Regions from separate parts of the Sus scrofa genome. Here region 2 is linked to region 1. Evidence: chromatin contacts called from public HiChIP or PLAC-seq data. All regions are on one chromosome and are shown on one strand. The core of a region is the stretch at or near the end of the contact, and the rest is flanking DNA. Distances in the headings are between cores, read along the strand shown.

Region 1 (6,977 bases), core at 110-2,609:
GGAGTTCCTGTTGTAGCTCAGGGGGACTGACTAGTATCCATGAGGATGCAGGTTTGATCCCTGGCTTGCTCAGTGGGTTAAGGATCTGGTGTTGCCGTGATCTGTGGTGTAAGTCACAGACAAGGCTTGGATCCTGTGTTGCTGTGTCTGTGGCATAGGCCAGCAGTTGCAGCTCCAGTTGGACCGCTAGCATGGGAACTTCCATATGCCACAGGTGCAGCCGTGAAAAGCAACAAGCAAAAAAAAAAAAAAAAAAAAATTGGAATGGATAAGCAATAAGCAATGAGATTCTGCTGTATAGCCCAGGGAACTCTATCTGATCACTTGTGATGGAACATGATGGAGGATATGTTAAAAAAAAAAAAAATACATGTACATAATGGGTCACTTTGCTGCATAGCAGAAATTGATAAAACATTATAAATCAGGTATAATTTTTAAAATTTTTTAAAAAGAAAAAATTGTCTATTTTAGCTAACGTGTTGAATTTCTTGGTGCAAAGTTATTCATGATTTCCTCTTACCCTTTTAATTTGGAGTCACATTATCACACTTTTTTTTAAGTTTCTGGTCATTTTGCTGTTTTATAATTGTCGAGAGGAGTCGCTGTCTTTACTTTTTTTGGCTGACCTGCAGCATGTGGAAGTTCCTGGGCCAGAGGTTGAACTGGCACACAGTTGCTATCTGAACCACAAGCAGATCCTTAGCCCGCTGCACCACAAGGGAGCTTCCCTATCACTCAGTCTTATTCTGTTTTCATTGGTATTTTCTGTCTTCTCTCTTTTTTTCCTGGTTAGTCTGCTTAGAGGCTTATCAATTTTATTGTGCTTATTAAATATTTTCATTTTTACTATTGTTTTCGTCATTACTATTTTATTTATTTCCACTTCGATTTTTATTATTTCCTTTCTTCTGCTTGCTTTGGGCTTTTTTTTTTTTTTTTTTTTTTCTTTTTTCAAAATTTCTGAGATAAAAGATGAGGTCATTGACATAGACCTTCCTTCTATTCTGATAGAGGCATTTTAATGCTATAAATTTCCCTGTTAAATATTGTTTAGCTGCACTTCACAGATTTTGTATTTTCATTCTCATTCACTTCAAAATGCTAACTTTTAATTTCATCTCACCTCATGGATCTCTCTGGGGAATTTCCATATGTGTTTCTGCTATTGATTCCTAATTTAATTCTATGATAGTTGAAGAGTATACTTGGAATAGCATGAATTCTTTTCAGTTTGTTCAGAATGTTTATGAGTCAAATATGGTCTCTTGATAAATTTTTCAAGGACATTACAATACTTGTGTTGGGGGTTCCTCCAAGTTCGCTGAGTCACTAGGAAGACTCATGGTACTTACTCAGCATATAGTCATTCCCATAGCTATGCTTTAGTACAGTCAAAGGGTACAAAACACAATCAGCAGAGGGAAAAGGTACATGAGCCAAAGTCCACAGGAAACCAGACACAAGCTTCCAAGTGTTCTCTCTCAATGAAGCCTCACAACATGCACTTAATTCCTCAAGCAGTGAGTTGTGATATGTGTGAAATGTTGTCTAGCAGGAAATTTCACTAGAGATCCAGTACCCAAGATTTTTACTGGGTTCTGGTCACTTAGACCTCCTTGCCTAAAACATACCAAAATTCCAGATTCCCAGAAGAAGAGGCAAGTATTCAGCATAAACATACTGTTTGTACAAATTAGGCACAGTGAGCCATTCCTTTTCATTCTGGGAATTGTGGGAATCGTCTTGAAATCCACATTCCCAAACTTCCGGTTGGGGCCAACCTTGCAAGCAAGAACTTCTGAGGATAGTGGTCTCGGGTCAATTATATCAGCTCTTTTCTGCACAATAGCATATTTCCAGTTATCTCCTCCCACCCCTTATTTTATTGTTAGGTGACATTTTACTTATTTAAATCTAATAAACCCTGCCATATAAAAGTCAGTTATCTTTTAAAGAGGTAGAAAAAAATGTTATGTATTAATCCACATAGTTACCACTTCTGATGCTCTTCATTTCTTTGTGTTAATCTGTTTTTTTAATCTGCTGTCATTTTTCTTCTTCCTGATAGACTACTTTTAACATTTCTTATATTGTGTGTCTTCTGGTGATTAATTATTACCTTTTTTCCGTTTTTGTATGTCTGAAAAGTCTTTTTTTACCATTATTTTTGAAAGATATTTTTATTGGATAAAGTATTATATATAGGTTGACATGTTTTTTTCTTTCCATAACTTAAAGCTTTAGCTCTATTGCCTTCTCATTTGCATTGTTTTTGACAAGAAATCTGCTGTCATCCTTATCTTTGGTCCTTTGTGCTTAAAGTGTCTTTTTATTCTCTGGCTGCTTTTCAGATTTTCTCTTTATCACCAGTTTTAAGCAATTTGACTGTGATACTCTTGTGTCATTTTTTTTTCATATTTCTTGATTTTGGGGCTCGTTGAGTTTCCTGGATGAGTGAGTTTATAGATTTTGTCACATTTGAAAATTTCATAGCCATTGTTTCTTTAAATAAATTTGCTGTCACATATTTTCAAGGACTACAATTACACCTGTATCTGGCCACTTGGAGTTGGACCACAGTTCACTGATGCTCTTTTTATTAAACATTATTTTTAGGAAGTTACCATTGTGGCTCAGTGATAACGAACCCAACTATATCCATGAGGACATGGGTTTGATCCCTGGCCTTGCTCAGTGGGTTAAGGATCTGGTATTGCTGTGAACAGTGGTGTAGGTCACAGATGCAGCTTGGATCCAGCATTTCTATGGCTTTGGTGTAGGCTGGCAGCTATAGCTCTGATTTGACCCCATCCTGGAAATTTCCATATGCCACAAGTGCAGCCCTAAAAAAAAAATAATAGTAATAGTAATAATTTTTAACTTTTTTCTCCATGTGTTTAATTTTGCATAGTTTTCATTACTATGTCTTCAAGATTACTTATCTTTTCTTCTGAACTATCAAATTTGTCACTAATCCTATTTAGAGTGTTTTTCATTTCTTTTCTTTTTTTTTTTTTTTTTTTTTTTTTTTGTCTTTTTGCCATTTCTTGGGCCGCTCCCGCAGCATATGGAGGTTCCCGGGCTAGGGGTCAAATCGGAGCTGTAGCCACTGGCCTACGCCAGAGCCACAGCAACACGGGATCCAAGCCACGTCTGCAACCTACACCACAACTCACGGCAATGCCAGATCCTTAACCCACTGAGCAAGGCCAGGAATCAAACCCGCAACCTCATGGTTCCTAGTCAGATTTGTTAACCACTGCGCCATGACGGGAACTCCTGATTTTTTTTTCTAAAAGTAAAATTTGAGTCTTTTATATCTTCCATGCCCCTATCTTTTGAACGTATAGAATATAGTTATAATTATAGTTTTAATAGTTTTCCACTGCTAATTCTAACAACTGTGTCACTTCTGAGTCAGTTTTAGCTGATTAGTTTTTCCACTAATTACAGTTTATATTTTCCTTCTTCTTCGCGTGCCTGATACTCTTCATCTGAATGCTGAACAGTGTGAATTTTACCATAGTGGGTGTTGGATATTTTTGCATTCTTATAAATGTTCTTCAGTTTTGGTTTTTTTTTGTTGTTTTTTTTTTTTTTTCTGGAATGTGAGTTAGTTATTTGGAAATAGCGCCATCAATTTGGGGTCTTGTTTTTAAGATCTGTCAGATAGAACCAGAACAATATTTACAGGTCTCTTTATTCTCTACTACAGAGACAAGTTCTTCCTGGATTTAATCCAATGTCAGGTAAATTGTGAGGTGTTCCATTCTGGTTGTTAGGAGCAGGTGCTGCTCCTGGCCCTGTGTAAGCAGCAGGTGCTCTTCTCCCATTCTCATACTTGTGCCAATCACTACTCTGCTGATTACTCAAGGGTTATTACTCGCCGCAGATCTACAGAATCCCTTCTCTACCGCTCTCTCCAGGACCCGATTCTTTGAAGACTCACTGCCTTGGTCTCCCTGGATTCTCCATTCTATCTGCTCACCTAAGGGAGTCTCCCAGAATCCAACTAGGATCTCCCTCCCTACACTTACTTCCGAAAGTTCTCTCACTGTCATGAGTGGGCATAGGGTTTACCTTTACTTTCTGTCTCTCAGGGGCTCGAATTTTTCACTGCCTATGTCTTGTGCCTTGAAAACCATTGTTTCATATGTTTTGTCTAAAAGTTTGTTTTGAGTTGTTTTATATGGGAGGGCAAATCTGGTCCTGTTTCTCCATCTGGGCCAGAAGTAGAAATTCATATCAAATTTTTAAAAAGAAAATTGTAGGAGTTCCCATTGTGGCACAGAGGAAACGAATCCAACTGGAAACCATGAGGATGCGAGTTCAATCCCTGGCCTTGCTCAGTGGGTCAAGGATCCGGCATTGCCGTGAGCTGTGGTGTAGGTCACAGACACGGCTCGGATCTGGCATGGCTGTGGCTGTGTCGTAGGCCACCAGCTATAGCTCTGATTAGACCCCTAGCCTGAGAACTTCCATGTGCCTTGGGTACAGCTCTCAAAAAAAAAAAAAAAAAAAATTGTAGATGAAATGAACAGAGGATCAACCCATCTTTCATTAGAAAATGACTGGCTTGGGGCGTTCCCATTGTGGCTCAGTGGAAACAAATCTGACCAGCATCCATGAGGACGCAGGCTTGATCCCTGGCCTCACTCAGTGGGTTAAGGATCCAGCATTGCCATGAACTATGGTGTAGGTCACAGACTTGGCTCACATCCCACATTGCTGTGGCTGTAGTGTAGGCCGGCAGCTATATGTAGCTCCGATTAGGCCCCTCGCCTGGGAACCCCCATAGGCCATGAGTATGGCCCGAAAAAGACAGAAAGAAAAGAAAATGAGTGTCTTGGTAGTTAGAATTGGGTTTTCTGTAAACTAAAATACATATTTTACCTATAATAAGAGAGAAATATGGTTATTATTTGCACAAAATAAATCTTACAAGTAGCATTAGCAAGATGTTAATTACTAAATGGATGTGTGTGGCTTCAGCCTTCTCAGTAACTTTTCTAGAAGAAACACATCTGCTGTCCTCTCTGGACACTTAACTCTAAGGCATGTTTTCTCCCGTCCGCCAACTTCCTGTAGGAACATGATTCTTTGATTGTTGGTGTCTTGGTTAACATCCAAGCCTTGCCTGTGATATGTACAGAGCTTGGAAAATAACAATTTTCCTCCCCAAACACCTTATTATTTAATGATCCTCTTGTTTATGACAGTAGCCTTTAAACAGGAACGTACCCCCGAAAGGTGGCAAACAAATGCTTCATTTCTTTTTACGATCATAGTGCAGTTCACGTGCTTTTCAAAGATCTGCGTTTGCATCCAATTGTTCTAGCCTTCCTGTCCTACCAAAACCAAGTCTATAAACATTTCCCTGCAGTTGAGAATGGAAAATCCATATGCAGTGTTTTCATTCACAAATTCATTTATTAAACATTATTGAATGTGCATAACTCATGACAAAAATTGTACTAGTTAATAAGGGCTTACTAGGTTAGGTGACTGTGGTAGGGTAAGTTAATATAAGGGTAGAAGTGTAGGGTTTGACATGGTGATGTCTGATGCATGTATTTGAGGACTGTATATTAGGAGGGGTATGTGGCTTACAAGGTGATTCACTAAAAACTTAAGTCCGTGGTAAAAAGCAAAGGATGCTGAGAATCTAAACTCTATGACTATCCTTCACTGAGGATTAACTAGGTTCTGAACTAAGAAGTTAATGTACATTTTCTTATTTAACCTTATGAAGTAGATGTTCTTATTATTGTCACTTTACAGATGACAAAACCGAGGCTTCGAGTGATCCAGCAGCTCCTCCAAAAGTGTTATTTCTGTATGTAGCAGTGTAATGGGAAGAGGAAACAGGAATTATATCTGAGAGATATTACTCAAAAATAGTTGATAGAACCTGTGACAAATTAGAGGTTAAGGTTAAGGAAGAAGAAATTCCTGGTGGTCTCCAGTTTCTCTCTTGGGGGACCAGGCAAATGATGATACTTCATTAACTGCGATAACACGTAGAAAATAAAGAATGGGTTAAGGTGGGTGAGAAAATAACTTGAGTTCTAAACATTTTAAGTTTGATATACCTATTGGAAATCCGTGTGGGTAACTCATGTAAGTTGCTGGAAATACTGGTCAGGAGTTGAGAACTGGGATCTGGAATAGAAGCATAAACTATCACCACTTAGATAGTTGTGAAAGCTGTTCGTCTATGCCTTTGAGATTACCCAGGGAGATCATGAAGAAGACAAAACAATAAAATATAAACCTAAGATTGGCAATATTTTAGGGATGGGCAGAAGGGGAGGAATCATTAAAGATATATCAGGAGGAGAGGACTGAAAAAGAACTAGAAGAAAGTGTTATTATGTTAAGCCCAAGACGGGAATGTATTTCAAAAAGCCGGGATTAGTTAAAACTGTTAAATCCTAAGGAATTGTTAAGCAATTCATTGGACTTGAAAATCAGAAAGTTTCAACAGAGTGTATGGGAGGAAGCCAGGCTAGAATGAATTACTGCTGTGAAAGTGAAGAGAGCAAACATGGCTCTTTCAGAATGTTTGGGGGATAGCAGGGATGTAAGAAATTCAAAACGACGAGGGCTCAAAAAGAGTCACCATATTCTCAATATCCTTTTCATTATGTTTCATTTTAAATAATAGGTGTGAGAGGGAGGGGATTATGGCTACACTGGATTCTTTTTTTTGGCTTGATAATGTAGATAGTGGTAGCAGCTACCACCGTTAACAAGCAGATACTGTCCTAGGCACACTGCAAACATTAACTCATCTTAATCCTCACGTCATGGTTATCCCTGAGTTAAAGATGAGGAAAACTGAGATATCAAAAACATTGGAGTTCTTGGCTCAGCAGTAACCCGACTAGTATCCATGACAATGTGGGTTTGATCCCTGGCCTCACTCAGTGGGTTCAGGATCTGGCATTGCCTTGAGCTGTGCCTTGAGCTCA
Region 2 (6,573 bases), core at 3,179-5,678, 480 kb before region 1:
CTCTGATGGTCCTCAAAGGACGGAAGGGATTTGGTAGGTGGCTGTGAGCGCCTTCAGGGTTTCAGACAGAGGCACTGAATGCTGGCAAACACGGAGGGCAGGGCATAGCTTGGGCAAAACTCTGCTCACTGGTGTGGCTGGAGTATATGGGGAGGATGTTTTGAATGTTTAAAAAATCTTGGCATGGGCTGGGGAGGTGGGGAGGTGGGACCACACCAGGCAGCACCCAGGGGTTTGGACATCATGCTGGTGTGTGTGTGTGAGCAGCTGCTGGCCTCTGAGTAGCTGTGTCTTAGGAAGCAAATTCGTCTGTCAGAGGACCTGGGACACAGGTGCCATGCGGGGAGAGCTTGACTGTCCGAGATCACTCATTTGCCCAGAGAAAGGGCCTCAGGCCTTAGGTCTGGATGTTTCTCCTTTTACAACTGGGCTTAACGATGGTCTCAGCTAAGGGCTCCCTGACTCCCCACCTGCCCTGGCTGCTCGGTATCATTTAACCCCCAGAGAGTGGGTGCCGCCAGGGCCTCGGATGGCCCTGTGAACCTTGGACCCTTCGTTCGTGCTCTTCCTCACGTGGTCCATTGCCTTGTTTTTGTGCCTCTGTTCTGAATGCGCCTCTGCCACTGTCCTTCTTTCTAAGGATGTGTCCACAAACTTCCTTTACAGCTGCCACGATGTTGCCGCCTTTCGGAAGGTCCCTGGTCCTCCTCATGGGCTCCACTCATTCCTTTCCTCCTCACTCCTGAGCCTTCGCGGTGATTCTGCGCACTGAATCCCGCACTTGTTAAGGTTTTTGCTGTTTCTCTGTGGGTGGGTGGTGCTGTGTTTTTCTCCCTGGTGCTGAGAACACACGGGGGTTCTGAGGGAGGGACTGGCCGTGTGGCCCCTGTCCTCGGCAGTCTGTCCTGCAGAGCTTCGTCTCATGGACCCGCATTGACCTCCAATAAGTTCCTCGCTGCCTGCTGCTTTATTCCCCCATCTGTCCTGTGTCAGATCTTCAGGGTGGGGGGAATCAGGGATGGGCCAGACGGTGCTCAGGAAGCCCCCGAGGACTGAAATCCCCGGCAGGGGGCATGGTCCTTACATCACCCTTGGGAAGGGTTGGAACCCTTTCCCAGGATGACCGAAGCTCGGACTTGACACCGTGGCCCCCTCAGTGCCTCTTCCTTTCTCCCTCGGTGGCCCAAGGCTCTTCATGGGCCCATGACCCTGTTCCCATCTGGTCAAGGGCGGCTGGGGAAACTGGCTTAGAACACACCTCTTCCAGGACAAAATAGCTGTCAGAAAAGGTGCCCAACTTGAACAAAGATCCACGCGCTCTTCCTTCTGCATTTGAGCCAGCTCCAGATCTAGGTGACCGCTGGCTCAGTGGCCCCTCAACCGACCTATGGACCCATCTTTAAATGTTCCAGGTTCTGGTCAACCTGTCCTCAGCAGTTAGCCTCCGCTTTTTAGCCTTTCTCTTCTGACCTTGGTCTGGAACAGGCAGAGAGGAAGTTGCTTGTTTCTACTTATTTTCTGTTTTAATGGCTTCCTTCTCCCTTCCTCATAAGTCGGTGCCTCTTTGCATCTCTCTCAGGAGCCACGGCCTCTGGGAAGCCTTCCCAGCCTACCTACTGTTAGCTCCTCCACACAAAGGGAGGTGCAGCAGCCTCCTGTGAGCTGGCCATGGTTCTTTCCCAGCTCTCCCTTCGCCTGTAAGCCTCTCTGCTCATAGACACAACGATGCATAATGGCAAATCAATCAGCTAGAAAATGGCTTGGAACGATCAGGTTTGTCAAAGCATTCAGGGAAATCATTTACTTTTTATGACTCAATAAGACCCGGAGGCATGCAGATGGGGAAATATCCACTAATGTTTTCTGCAGATAATTTGAAAAGCCACTTCCAGCCGATTGTGTCCCTTCTCTGGTCTGTGGGAGGGAACCGTCACTTGGTGCCACCAGTCTCCCTGGCCGGCTCCCTTAGGCGTGCCCTTCACAGAGCCTGCGATGCGGACAAAAGGGCTGAGCTGCCCAATCAGTGCAGACGTTTCATAGACAACTCAGAGTGATGCCTTAGGTTCTAAGCCACAAGTGGGAGGGACTTGTTATCAGAAGAGTTCCTTCCATCCAGGGTGTTTGTGCCGCAAGGGTAGGAGGAGCTAGTTTTTGGAGCGTTGTTTATTGGCTGCTTCGGACCCGCCCCTCCCCTGACCCAATCGCATCGCCTTTTGCAGCACAGGAAGCGGAGGTGGGGGTGAGGGTGGGGAATGGGAGGGCGGAAGAAGCCGTGGATGGGAGCTGCGGGGAGCTCAGCCCACCTGTCCCACGTTTTCTTTCTTTTCTCCTGTCCCCTCCCCTCCAACCGCCTTCACTTTGTTAGCATTCCTTTGGGCCAAGAGATGTGAGACACATGGAAAGTCTCAACATAATCTGCTGAAGAAATGGACAGCCTGGCTGAACGTTCTAGCATGGCTTCAGGCAGTTCCTGGGACCTTCCCAGGTGCGAGGGTGATTGGCCTCTAGCCAGCCCATCAGAGCTCCTACTGCAGCCGCGGGAAGCTGGTAACGAGACTTGACCTATGGGAACCTATGGGAACCACCCAACATCTAAGGGGTGGAGGGATGTGGGATTTCAGTGCCGTCTTAGAGGCCCCCGGCAGATTCATGCTGCCCAACTCGGGTGCATTGAAGCCAATCAGGAAAACATACGTTAATCCAAGCCCTCCACAATCTTGAAGACCCCTGACATTGCGGACTGGGCACCTAATGGGCGTGCCCACCATCTGTGGTCAGATGCCCAGGGAGGTATCTGTCTCCTTCGTGGCTCAAGGCTCACTCCTCTTTTTCCTCCTCGGTCTTAAATGTTGGTTTCATGGAAGTGTTTCTCTGGTCCGGAGAGCGGGTCAGGCTTCTCTGCCGCTGTTCCCGCAGCTGCCCCCGCTCCCTCGCCCTGATCCCCTGGACACCAGGGTCATTGCCGGCTTTCCCATTAGGAGTCAGCAGCAGTGTTAGTCTTGGCATTGTGGTATCTCTCAGCACAGTATCTGACATGGGCATTCAACACGTGTTTTAACAGTTAATGCGTTAAAACTTTTATGTTAGGGGATTTTGCCACTTAAAAATTGATCCCTGGTCCCATCCCAGGCCTATTAAATCAGAATCTCTGAGGCCAGGCCGGGACATCTGTATTTTAATGGGGGTGGAGTGGGGTGGAAGACATGGCTAAATTTTAATTTCAATTATGGGAAGTTTTTGTGTGTTTGTAATTAAAAATTTTTTTTTTAATTTATTTTTTTCTTTTTAGGGCCGCACCTGCAGCATGTGGAAGTTCCAGGCTAGGGGTCGAATTGGAGCTGTAGCTGCCGGCCTATGCCACAGTTGCTGCAAGACCAGATGGAGCTGCATCTGCAACCTCCACCACAGCTCATGGCAATGCTGGATCCTTAACCCACTGAGCGAGGCCAAGAACTGAACCTGCATCCTTATGGATACTAGTTGGATTCTTAACCTGCTGAGCCACAATGGGAACGCCTGTGATTTTTAAAATTAAGTAAAAGCAAAAATAAATAAGTAAATCTAAATGGGAAAAATGCACAAGAAAAAAAGTGAGTGAGTTAGCTAGCTAGTTAGTTGTTGAGGTCAATTGTGAGCCAGACAGAACTGAAGCCAGTGCTAGGCTTCTTCTGGTTTTGACCCCTTCTTTGTATGTGTCTAGTTTTGGCATCAGCCGCTCCACTTCTCAAGAGGGGAACTCATTTGCTAAGGAGCGAACACCACTGAGGGCTGGCGAGGAGGGCCCAGAGGAGCCAAGCTTTGGGGGTTCTGGGGAAAGCCTGGACCTCAGAGCAGAGGTGTGGCCCTCAACTCCCCGACCAGGCTGAGGGGTCTCCCACCCAGGGACCAGCCGACACTGTATTTCCCAGTATCTTTGCGCTAAATCTTGGTTATTCCAGTCTTTGTCTGTGGAGAGTTTCTGAACTTGTCTGAGTCACACTTCCTGGGTGTCTCAAGTTTAACTGAGACTGTTAGCAAACAGACACTCTGAAATTCACTGCGGGCTGTCGGAACAGCCAGGACTGCTGTGAAATGTGAGCCCTCGACCGCTTTCCAGCAGCAGATAAGTATCCCACGGTGGTTCTTCGGACCTTTGTCTCCCACCAGGGTGGGTCTGTCGATCTGGTTTCTCCCTGTGATTATAATGAAGGGCAGTTTCAAAAGGCTCTGATGGGCTGTCAAGTTCTCACCGAAACTAATTTAAACTCTTCACTGCTTCTGTGTAGCGTAATTACTGTGCTGGATATATTTTCCATTTTCCCCTCCAGATCCGCTTTCCACCCTGCTCTCCGGCTGAGAGGCTGATCTCAGTGGATTGCCTTAACTAGGTCCCCTCGTCCTCTGGCTCCCCGTTGAGTTCAGCCAATGAGAGGCCCTGGCGGGAGTCCAGAGGGCGGGAGGAGAGAGCGGCTGGGCTAATTATTCCCCTGTTCCCTCTCTGCTGGGCAGTGGTGTGGCCTTGGCAGCTTTCCCCTACTGAAGGTCACAGGCCAGTGGTCACCCTCTTCTATAGCTACAGCCCTCTTTGTGTGTGTGTGTGTGTGTGTGTATTATTCAGTGAATTTTATTACATTTATAGTTGTACAACGATCATCACAACCCAATTTTATAGCGTTTCTATCCCAACCCCCAGCACATCCCCTGAACCCCCAACCTGTCTCATTTGGAAGCTGTAAGTTTTTCAAAGTCTGTGAGCCAGTATCTGTTCTGCAAAGAAGTGCATTGTGTCTTTTTTTAGATTCCACATGTAAGTGATAGCATTTGATGTTGGTGTCTCACTGTCTGACTGACTTCACTTAGCGTGATAATTTCTAGGTCCATCCATGTTGCTGCAAATGCCATTATTTCTTTCCTTTTAATGGCTGAGTAATATTCCATTGTGTATATGTACCACATCTTCTTGATCCACTCCTCTGCTGATGGACATTTAAGTTGTTTCCATGTCTTGGCTACTCTTTAGAGAGCTGCAATGAACATAGGTTTATGTGTATCTTTTCGAGTCATGATTTTCTCTTGATAGATGCCCAGAAGTGGGGCTATAGCCCTCTTGATGCTGGTAACTGCCCTTCCCCTTGTCACTCCAGGCCTCAAAGTGGTCAGTTACGGGTTCCAGGATGCTTAGTCATCTGGACTGGTTCCTTGGTGGTTTTCTGCTGTGCCCACATTTTGGCACTTCATTCAGTTCTCATCACTCACCCCTTCTGTGCGTGCTGCCATCTCTTTCCTGCCTGGACCTGGCTGGCACAATTATTTATATTCACAGTTCTTTTTACAGTGTGCTCATAGCCCATTCTCTTTGCTGGTAGGATGCGTTGAGGCCAAGGGTATGACCCCTGTGTGAGCCAGTCAGCTGTGCTTGGCGATGGATTTTAGCATGGCCCTGGTACGCTTCGCTTTCTCCCTTGCGTCTGAGAGGTTGGGCATCTCTGGGGCTGTATATGGCAATTCGCATTTACTGAGGGTCTTCTCTGCTCAGGCACTGCCTTAGATGATGGACTCGGGTCTTTTCCTACATCCAGTTCTGCAAGGTAGGAATGATCACCTCCCACTTCCTGCAGATGAGAGAACTGAGATCCAGAGCAGTTGTGTAGTTTCCACAAGGTCACACGCCACTTTGGCGATAGGAAGAGGATTTAGGTTCACATGTTGGTCAAGGCTGGTGTGGTTTTCTTTTGGTGAGGTGGGCTGCTTCAGGCTATGAGTGTGCCAAGGTTTTAGTACAGCTGGAAACATTTGCCATTAGCAAGTCAATTCTACAAGTACCACTGGTAAGTTAAAAGTATACAGTGGCAGCAGCAGCTTTGCAGGGGCGGGGGGGTAGGGGGGGAAGGTGGAAATGCTTGTCTGGTAAAGACCCCCATTGGCTTTCCCCTGGGCTGTATAGAGGTTGTGATGCCTGCGGGCCATTAGCATGGGATTTGGTAACCGGCCTGGACTTGTCTGTCCTCGGGAAGTCCCGCAGGCTCCACTGCCAGTCTTTGAAAGGACCGTGTAGAACCTGCCTGCATCTGGCTGGCACCTTGACCTCAGGCGCTCAGAGGGCCTGCTTCCTTTCAATTGTTCGCATTTCTCATCTCAGATCTCAGGGCCTGGGGATTATGACTGAGTGATTTGAGTCCCTCAGGCCTCAAAATACTGAATTGTTTTCTCAGGAAATTCGCTTTTTTCTTCTTTTTGCTCCCCCTCCCTCCCCTCAACTTCCTGATGCCCAGTCTCTTCGAGGCTGGGGTGGCTAGTACATCACATGGAATGGGTGCACTCTTCAAATCGCCACTCTTCTCTCCATATATCTATTTCTGTCCAGCAGCCTTAGAATTTTTATAAGGTAGCTACAGGATTTAACCAGACTCATGGGCATGATTTTGACTCGCTGTGGTTTTTGCAAAAAAAATGGTCTGGCTGCAGGTGAATGATCTGAAAGCCAAAGTGACTCCTCTGAAGAGTGACATTTTAGTTGCTAACAATGATTTTATAATTTTTAAATTATGTGCTTTATAGTCATGGTTATTAATCATTTTTTTCTAATTGCCTTAT

Evidence for each region. HiChIP or PLAC-seq counts read pairs in DNA pulled down with a chosen protein or histone mark.
Region 2: a contact with region 1 is called in an H3K27ac HiChIP or PLAC-seq map of alveolar macrophages. The contact joins two enhancer-like sites. A contact is called at or near these places in 2 of 2 datasets of contacts at active chromatin or transcription factors (alveolar macrophages and skeletal muscle).

What each region holds. Positions count from the first base shown.
Region 1 is chr12:15,556,578-15,563,554 of Sscrofa11.1, reverse strand. The region is part of intron 8 of TANC2 (protein TANC2); the gene reads left to right. Among named protein-coding and RNA genes, the nearest start is that of CYB561, 120 kb to the right of the region's middle. Within about 2 kb of position 1,359, at least 6 of the 83 cell types and tissues checked have an H3K27ac peak or open chromatin away from gene starts, as enhancers often do. A contact at or near this core is called in alveolar macrophages, where this site is marked.
Region 2 is chr12:16,035,501-16,042,073 of Sscrofa11.1, reverse strand. The region is part of intron 8 of MARCH10 (probable E3 ubiquitin-protein ligase MARCH10); the gene reads right to left. The region is part of intron 1 of LOC110256164 (a long non-coding RNA gene); the gene reads left to right. Among named protein-coding and RNA genes, the nearest start is that of MARCH10, 69 kb to the right of the region's middle. Within about 2 kb of position 4,428, at least 38 of the 83 cell types and tissues checked have an H3K27ac peak or open chromatin away from gene starts, as enhancers often do. A contact at or near this core is called in alveolar macrophages, where this site is marked.